Regions from separate parts of the Anas platyrhynchos genome. Here region 1 is linked to region 2. Evidence: chromatin contacts called from public Hi-C data. All regions are on one chromosome and are shown on one strand. The core of a region is the stretch at or near the end of the contact, and the rest is flanking DNA. Distances in the headings are between cores, read along the strand shown.

Region 1 (3,759 bases), core at 554-3,053, 150 kb before region 2:
GTTCATTCTTTGGGAAGAGGTAGAGGGGCACGGGACTCAGGACTGGCTACTTCGTCAACCTTACTCTGGCCTGTGTCCATGGACCTGGTAGAACTCCACTTTTTGGAGTAGCAAAGACTGCTGGAATCAGCCAGTGGAACAGTTTTGCCTCTCAGCAATCACTGAAGATCTCACCGTGTGGACTCAGGAGACGAGCACAACCTCTTTGTCATAGACACATACGAGCGTACATCCCTAGGAACACCAGGACTCTTAAACTCTCTCCAAACCCAGGTCAGAGCCAACACAGAGATTTTTTGCAGCTGGGATTTTTATATGGCTTCATTCCTGTCTCTAAGAAGTCAACAGTGAAGATTCCTGCTGGCTGAGAATGGCTTGGGTTGGGAGGGACCTTAGAGATCATCTAGTAACTCACACGGCCACCCTGCAAGTGGATTGGGGTCTCAGTTCCATCTTCAGAATAATCCTTCCGGGCTCATGAGCAGATCATTGCTCTTTGCATCTTGCTGGTGGGGGCGGAAATAAAAAAAAAAAAAACAGCTCTATATTTCTCCTAATTACAGTTTCTCCTTTATTCATTTATTTCCTGAGGCAGATACCTCTGAAGTGTTTGCAATGACCAATTCTTTTTTTTCTAATAGCTTCATTTTGAATGTCTTTGTCCCCTCCTCACAGTCAGTACATAAACAGACTGTTAGGTCCAAATCGAAAGCACCTCCCTGCTGCTAACAGCAGCAGCGACTTTGTCTTTTATTGCCATCAGTTTTGGGGAGCTGCTTTACCTACGCATCTGGTGTGTGGTAGTCACTGCCCACTCAGGCTTAACAAACAGCAAAACATTACGGGCAGAAAAATAACTCAAAAACTAAGAAGAAAGTAAATTAACGTGGTGAACAGTAAAGTCCTATTTTCTTGCAAAAACTGTTTTCTAAGAATGGAAATAGTTTTACCTTTAACTCAGAGTGAATTGAAAACTGAACTCTGCGTTCAAGCCTCACCCAGCCAGTCCCAGGCAGGCACTGAAGGTAATGCTGCGTGCTCCAGGCGGATCAAAAGAAACTCATTATCAGCCAGTCATCTAAGAGGATATGACAGCTTCACATCCAGTCGTTCAGCAGTCTGGAATGGTTCTTTTCTGTGTCTGTTGTCTATAATAGCTTTTAGGGCTGGCTCTTCTTCCAACACACAGTACAAATCCTCTGGTAACTAGTACCAGCCACACACAACAAAAGCCAGCTAAATCTGGTGTAAGCTCAGGAATCGATGACTCCTTGCCCTTTTCTGATACTGAAGTCAGCAAGAGACTCCCATGCCGAGTCTTCTGGGCAGCAGCCGCAGATGCTGGGATTCTGGGCTCCTATGGCCACAGATACTGCGTGGACCTGTGGGACCAGCCATGTGAATTCCCTTCCTCCAGGCAGGTTGAAGCTGACCAGCATGAGCAAGAAGTTTTCTCTGGTCCCTTCTGGCAACACCGGCACCACAGTTCTCCACAACGCTGAGAACTGGAGCTGAGCAAAATTCCTTTCACAAGCATTCATAAAATATCACTTCAGGTTGCCCAACACGCATCTTTGACAAAACTTGGCTTCAGACGTCTCTAGAGTTACGTCAAGCCAGCTGCAATTAATGTTACTTTTCTTTCAGGCTAAGAAGAAGGTACCCCCTGCCCGGTGCATGTGCAGTCCATCATTTGCATGCCTCAGCCCCTCTGCTCGTTTTCTCCCAGATACCTGCATATGTGCCTGCCCTAGCCACTTTCTCTCAGTGCTTGTGTCAATTCAAGCCTTTTGAAGGAATCAGTGCACATGTTTACCTAGGCAGCCTTTTGATCTTCTCCTTCTTCCAGTTCCTGCAGCTGTCAGCATCACACTCCCAAGCACATACACGGAGTCGATTCCAGAAGTCTTCTGTCAGCTTTCTCCATATCCTGTCTTTCACCTATGTGTACAGCTTCCTAAGGGGCGTTAATATATGTAAAGTAAAGTTAGCATTTCCTGTGCTGATAATAAAGGTAAGTGGGAAAGGGAAGCCAGTACCAGAAAAAAGAAAAAAAAACAAAACTTTTTTCTTCCATGGTATTTGCTCGGTAAGTGGAGAAAGAAGAAACGGAGTAATAGAACTGGGAAAGAGGGCAGCCAGAAGTGTTTGTTCGTTCTGAGACAGAGGCTGCAGGCTTAGGCAAGTACAAAAATATGGAACCGCTCACAGACTGCAGCCTCTGCTAAAATAATGAATAGTCTCACTATGCATGTGGCTGCTGCCAGCAATCCTACAGTCTGCTGAGATACTTGGGATCCAAAAAGATTCCCTGAGCCATCAACCCCAGATCCCTGGTATTGCAGATGACCACATTATATGACTCTTTTCACAAGACACTCACACATTACTAAAATTAATGTAGGTTCTCATCCCTGCTAAGCCAAGAGAAAACTTCTGTAGAACTTCAGCCTACTGTTAATAAATGTTTATACCCTTTTGTTCCCGTTCCAACAGTGTTGTTTTGTTGAAATAGCTCTTACTCCTTGGTATTTACCCCCAAAATATTTGTTAGATTCTGAAACTTATGTTTAGAGTCTAGTACCTGTTTAAGGAGCTTATGGCAAAGCAAATTTGTGTGGCACAATCAACTGCAGAATGGAGGACAGTCATGGAAACCTGTTTTTGAAATAGTTCAAATTATCTGGGCTATAAATTACTGTGAACTGTCTTATCTCCACTCTGTGTCGGCTTTGCAAAACCAGCAGCCTCTAGGAAAGGCTTTCTGTTCCCTTGATGACCCTGTCCTTCTCTCCAAGCACCTGCACAAGTTCATATTCGTCTTTCTTGAACAAAGGTGTTCCTTGCACAATAGCATCAGAGCCTCTCTCCCCTTCAAATACCTCATCCGATGCAGCATAGAGTTATCCTGTTTATTTTATGGTTTGTAGATGGTCTGCGTAGACAAGAATCTGGAGTGAAAATTCCCCATTGTATAGTTTTTGCATCCTTGCCAAGACCTGCCCTTTACTCTGTATCAAATCAAATCCTGCAGCTGACATTTTTGAAAGAAAGGCTAGTGCCATGCAGTCGTTCCATCTGTAAACTTCCAACTTGCTGCACATTAACTTAACCAGATTTTCACAGGAGGAGATGCCCCGCACTTTCAGAAGAATGATCTCTTTTATTAAGAGTCATGTGGGATATCCAGAAGCACAAGATGCTTTTATAAAAATGTAAGCGAAACCCAAACAAGTAACAATGAGCCATGGAAGGACACCAGAGTGATCTGACACACTGAGGAGGGGATTAGGAGAGCGGGAAGATGCCAGCATTGACATATTCCACAAGAACGTGAGGATAGGCACTAATCTGGAGAATGGGGAGTAAGCAGATCGCAACAAGCACCCCCGCTCTGACGGAAGCGCTGCTGATGGCGCTGCCCATGCACCGCCCCATATAGACCCCACATAACCTTGCGTTGTTAAAGAACTGACCGAGCCTCCAGCCTGTGCAAAATCCCAGCTGAATCCTATCCTCACCGCCCTAGAAGGAGCATATCCTTGTGTTCACATATCCTGTAGTGTGATTTTACTGATCAGCCCCACAGAAGCCACTCCTTGAAGCTTGGAGGAGGTAGAGCAGACCCCACCAGCACCACCATAGGTGTCCCCCACCTGCTGCCAACTCTTCTGGCAGCTGGTAACCTCTCTGTAGGCTGCTCCCCACAGCACTGTTGGAGCTTTCTGTATTTTACAGCTAACACCGATTTCTAAATCC
Region 2 (4,103 bases), core at 190-2,689:
TTTGGAAAAACTGTAGTTTGTTTATTTTTTTTTTCTTTTTCAGAAGAGAGCAGCAAGTGCCCGGATTCCCTCCTGTTTTCTCAGTCCCCAAATGTTCATAACACCCTGTTGGGGAGGAATAATTCCCATCCAAGTTGTAAAACACACTTATAAGTAGATGGGAAAAGCATGAACAGAGCTGGGCGGAAAACAAAACCGCCAGGAACGAGATCTTATTTTGCATGCTTCTCACTGTTGTATTTTTGCCCCAATTAGCATATTTTAAAGACAAGCCTTTAAAAAAAAAATTCTGCTATCTGCCTGAACTGTTCTGAAGCTTTGAACTTTTCCATCCTTTCCATTGATTATGGCCAAGTGACCCATATTTAAAAAGCATTTACAATAAAATTATAGCACTTTCTTTTGTGCTGCCGGCTTTCCCAGTGAAAAGCTAAAATGTTTTAAAATTGTCACTTTTTGACAGAGGTAATGGCTGTAATATATTTAGTCTCTTCCCCCTTGTTGTGTTTAAAATGGCTATGCTAATAAAGGGCACAGCTGTCGATACTTTATGGCCTGCTGGGGGGAAGAGGGGGAACGAAGGCAAAAAACAGATTGACTGTGTGTCAACAAATGCAGCTGGGAAAGAAAAAAAGAAGCCCCTTGAAGGCCCCTGCAACTTAAAGTCCAAGATAAATGATGTCCCTATGCTTAAAAAAAAAAAAAAAAATGGAGGTTGGAATTCAATAAAGGGAGGCTGAAAAGGAAACTGCTTAAAACTGAAAGCCTTTTCTCTGCCTCTAGACAGCTTACAAGAGAAATGAGCAAAACTGACCACAGAAAGAGGGTGAGCGGCCAAGAAAGAAAACAAAAGCCTATCCTGGAAAATATATTGCGTCAACGAATTATCTGAAGTGCATTATCGCCGGCGGGCGGAGAGCATACAGTTTAATGGAGATGCAACAACAAACTTTTACATGCCGCGGCCTTCGGGGGAGCGGGCTACTTTGTGCCTAGGCCAGAGGGGAGGGGAAAGGAGAGCTGTAATTATTCATAACAAATAAATAAGGCTGGGATGCAGTGGCCCACAGGGTGCTGGTGATGGTCACTCCTTTGGGGGCTGGGCCCTGTGCCCCACATGCCCCACTTGTAGTGGTCTTTCTGCAGGGTGGTGAAGTTTGGGGTATGCAGGGCCCGTGGGGCTCTGGTAATGGACCCAAGGTAGGTGCCTCTCAGGTACAGGCATTTGGCACCAGGGAAAAATGATCTCAGAACCACAGGTTGGAAGGGACCTCTGGAGGCCACCTGGTCCAACCCCTGCTCCAGCAGGGCCACCCAGAGCAGGCTGCCCAGGACCGCGTCCTGGCAGCTTTTGGAGATCCCTGGGAGCCCAGAGCTGGGCCCAGTGCGGCCTCACCAGTACTGAGCCGAGGGACAAGCGCCTCCCTCCTCCTCTGGCTGCGCTTTGTTTAATATTTCACAAGGACGTGTTGCTGGCTCATGGTGCTTTTCTCTTTCCTGCTTCCCCAGGGACAGCAGTCACAGGAGAAAATGTTGTTCCTCGGCCTAGCAATCATGCCAGGCCTCCTGTGGTTAACTGCATGAAGAATTTCTACCTATGGATGAGTGGGATGCAGAAACCCACCGGGGGTGGTTTCTCGGTGGGTATGTCTTGCATTTCCCAGATGCACACCAAGGGAACGGGTATTGCTGCATTAGTGCTGCTGCAACTCCTGCAGCTGCCTGGTGAGATCCAAGGCCCAGACACTCCTGGATTTTCTGCTTTTTGAAACCTTCTTCTCTTCTTTACATTCCTACTTCTGCCATTTCTCCTGCCCTAGCACCTCACAGAATCACAGAATTACTAGGTTGGAAGAGACCTCCTTTTTTCTTTCTATCATTCAGTGCCTTTCTTGCCTTGTTGGTAGTTCCCATTCAAAACAATAATAATAATAATTAAAAACAAAATAAAATAAAATCTTGAAAAGGTAGTCAAATGAGAAACAGGGTTATTAATTTTCTCTGTTTCCAAGTGGGTTTTATTTGTTTGTTTGTTTTGTTTTGTTTTTATGTGTGTGTTCTTTTTAACCTTTGCAAATTCTCTAAGAATGGAAGGAAGGAAAATAAGAAAAAAAAAAAAAAAAAACATGAAATCAGGAAAACAGGAAAAAAAAAATCCTGAAATTAAATAAAGCAGTCATGTCAAATTTTTACTAGAACAACAGAACATTAAAATGGCACAGAACGTTCTCATTTCCTTCTGTAATTGTTTGGGAGAGTTTTAAAAGGCTGTAATTTTTACTATTCCTGCTAGATTTCCCTTGGTAAAGCCCTTGCACCAGTAGACGTCAATACTTCCCAGAGGGTGTGTGTCTGTGGGATGAGCCGTTTGCATTCGTTTTTCTTTGCAGAAGAGTGGGTTTGGTGTGGCCAATGTGCAAGAGAAAAAAAGTGTAGCTGATGCCAAGGACAGAAAAGATTGCCTGCCTATGCATTGACTTCTCTGATGATGCCCTGTTTTGACTTTGGGATGCAAACTTCTTTGCTTGCGATTGTGTGTCTGCCTGTGAGAGCCCCACTACTTCTTTAGTTGGGAAAAAAAAAATGGAGAAACGCAGAAAAACAGGAGAAAAAAATGGAAATCTGACTATGTGACATAACCGATGTGGGTTAATTTTACAGAGAAAGGTTCTCCTGAAGCACAACTGAAGTGGTAAAGCTAAGTAGTTTCTAGGTTTCTGTATGGCCCCTGCATAAGTAAAGTTTAGTGTTATGAGGAAAAAGTAATGGTAGTAATTGGTGCAGTGCATATAGCTTGGCTGTAGATAGCTTGATAGTATCTGAATAGTAACTGCTGTTGGAGAATGTTATCCAAAGGACAGTGTCCAACAGGTTTCTGGAAGACCCATGGCCTGTCTATAAGCCTGATTTGGAAACAACCTTGAAGTGCTGGAGATAGCCCAGATGGTGCGTAGCGGTCAAGGCCAATGAGTTACGCAGCAGCTCCCTAATCCCTGCCCGGGGAATGCAGGAGAGCACAGCCAGCCACGAGGTGATCCCCTCCATACAGTGCTGGCGAGACCACGACCACGGCCGTCTTCAGCGCCCATAACTTAGGTAGCTGCCGAGGCCTGACGAGTCCAGCGAGATGATTTACGGTCGCATTGCCTAGCACACCCGGGGGAGGCCTGAGGGGAGGCTTGTGCCGGAGCCAGAGCAGATGTTTTCTGTAATTCCTGATTTGCAGACCACCGCAATTTTCCAGGGGAGGTGCAAACCCAGGACAGCGGCTGTTGAGCTCATAGGCTTGCTTTGTTTAATTACCATTCACAGACTGTTTAACGGGGCCTAGAGACACCAGGAACCACCAAGAGCCAGAGGTTGGCTACCACCGAATACCTCTGCAGGAAGGAGGTATGTAAATCCTTTATTTAGCATAGCTAAAGAAAAAGAAGAGTATTTTTTTGTGTGTAATTGGACACTGAAGAGAGAGACTGTGAGGTCTGGTGGGCTTGCTGTCACATGGAGCTCTTCAGCCTTGCCTTTGAATCTGGACAGCCAGGCTGCTGCCACCGCTGGTGTTATGTAAGCTGTAGGGGATCCTGTGGGATCCCAAAACATCTGTGCTTTGTACCAGTTGCCTGCAGGTCTTCAGGTTAAAGCCTTTTGGGTAGAGTGTCTCCCCTAGTCCTTTTACACTGAAAATTCCCAGAAAGCAACAGGTCAAATTCTACCTCTTTTATTTCTTTATTTTCATTTTGTGCAGCTTTTCACATTGACTTCATCTCTTGGCCTATCAATTTTAATGGTTAGTGTCTTAATATCTTGTTTCTCATCAGAGCCTGGTCTTTGGGGCCATGTTAATTATTTTATATTCAACGAGCCCAGTACACAGGTGCCTCTGCTTCCCTCCCAGGCCCTTGCGGTCTCTGCTGGCCTCCTTCCACCAGGTGTAGACGATGAGTGGATTTCACCTCAGGTTTAACTAATGGAGGCAGGGAGAGGGAAGGGAAGGGTTCAAGCGTGAGCTTAGCCTTCATGAAACACCAGAGGATCCATGTGGTAAAGAAACTAATAAATACCTCCGTGCAGGTTGGGTTTGGGGCCAAGCTGGCACCTTCTTA

What was found. A called contact is a pair of places that touch in the nucleus more often than the background predicts.
Region 1: a Hi-C map of liver shows a contact between it and region 2, with 2.2 times the contacts expected there. The contact joins the promoter of RFX4 here to the enhancer-like site in region 2.

Annotation. Positions count from the first base shown.
Region 1 is chr1:57,074,917-57,078,675 of IASCAAS_PekinDuck_T2T, reverse strand. RFX4 (regulatory factor X4) reads left to right here and starts at 1,803. Exons shown (of 19, transcript XM_072038359.1): 1 at 1,803-3,759.
Region 2 is chr1:56,927,582-56,931,684 of IASCAAS_PekinDuck_T2T, reverse strand. No RefSeq gene overlaps it. Among named protein-coding and RNA genes, the nearest start is that of TMEM263, 20 kb to the right of the region's middle. Within about 2 kb of position 1,439, at least 2 of the 8 cell types and tissues checked have an H3K27ac peak or open chromatin away from gene starts, as enhancers often do.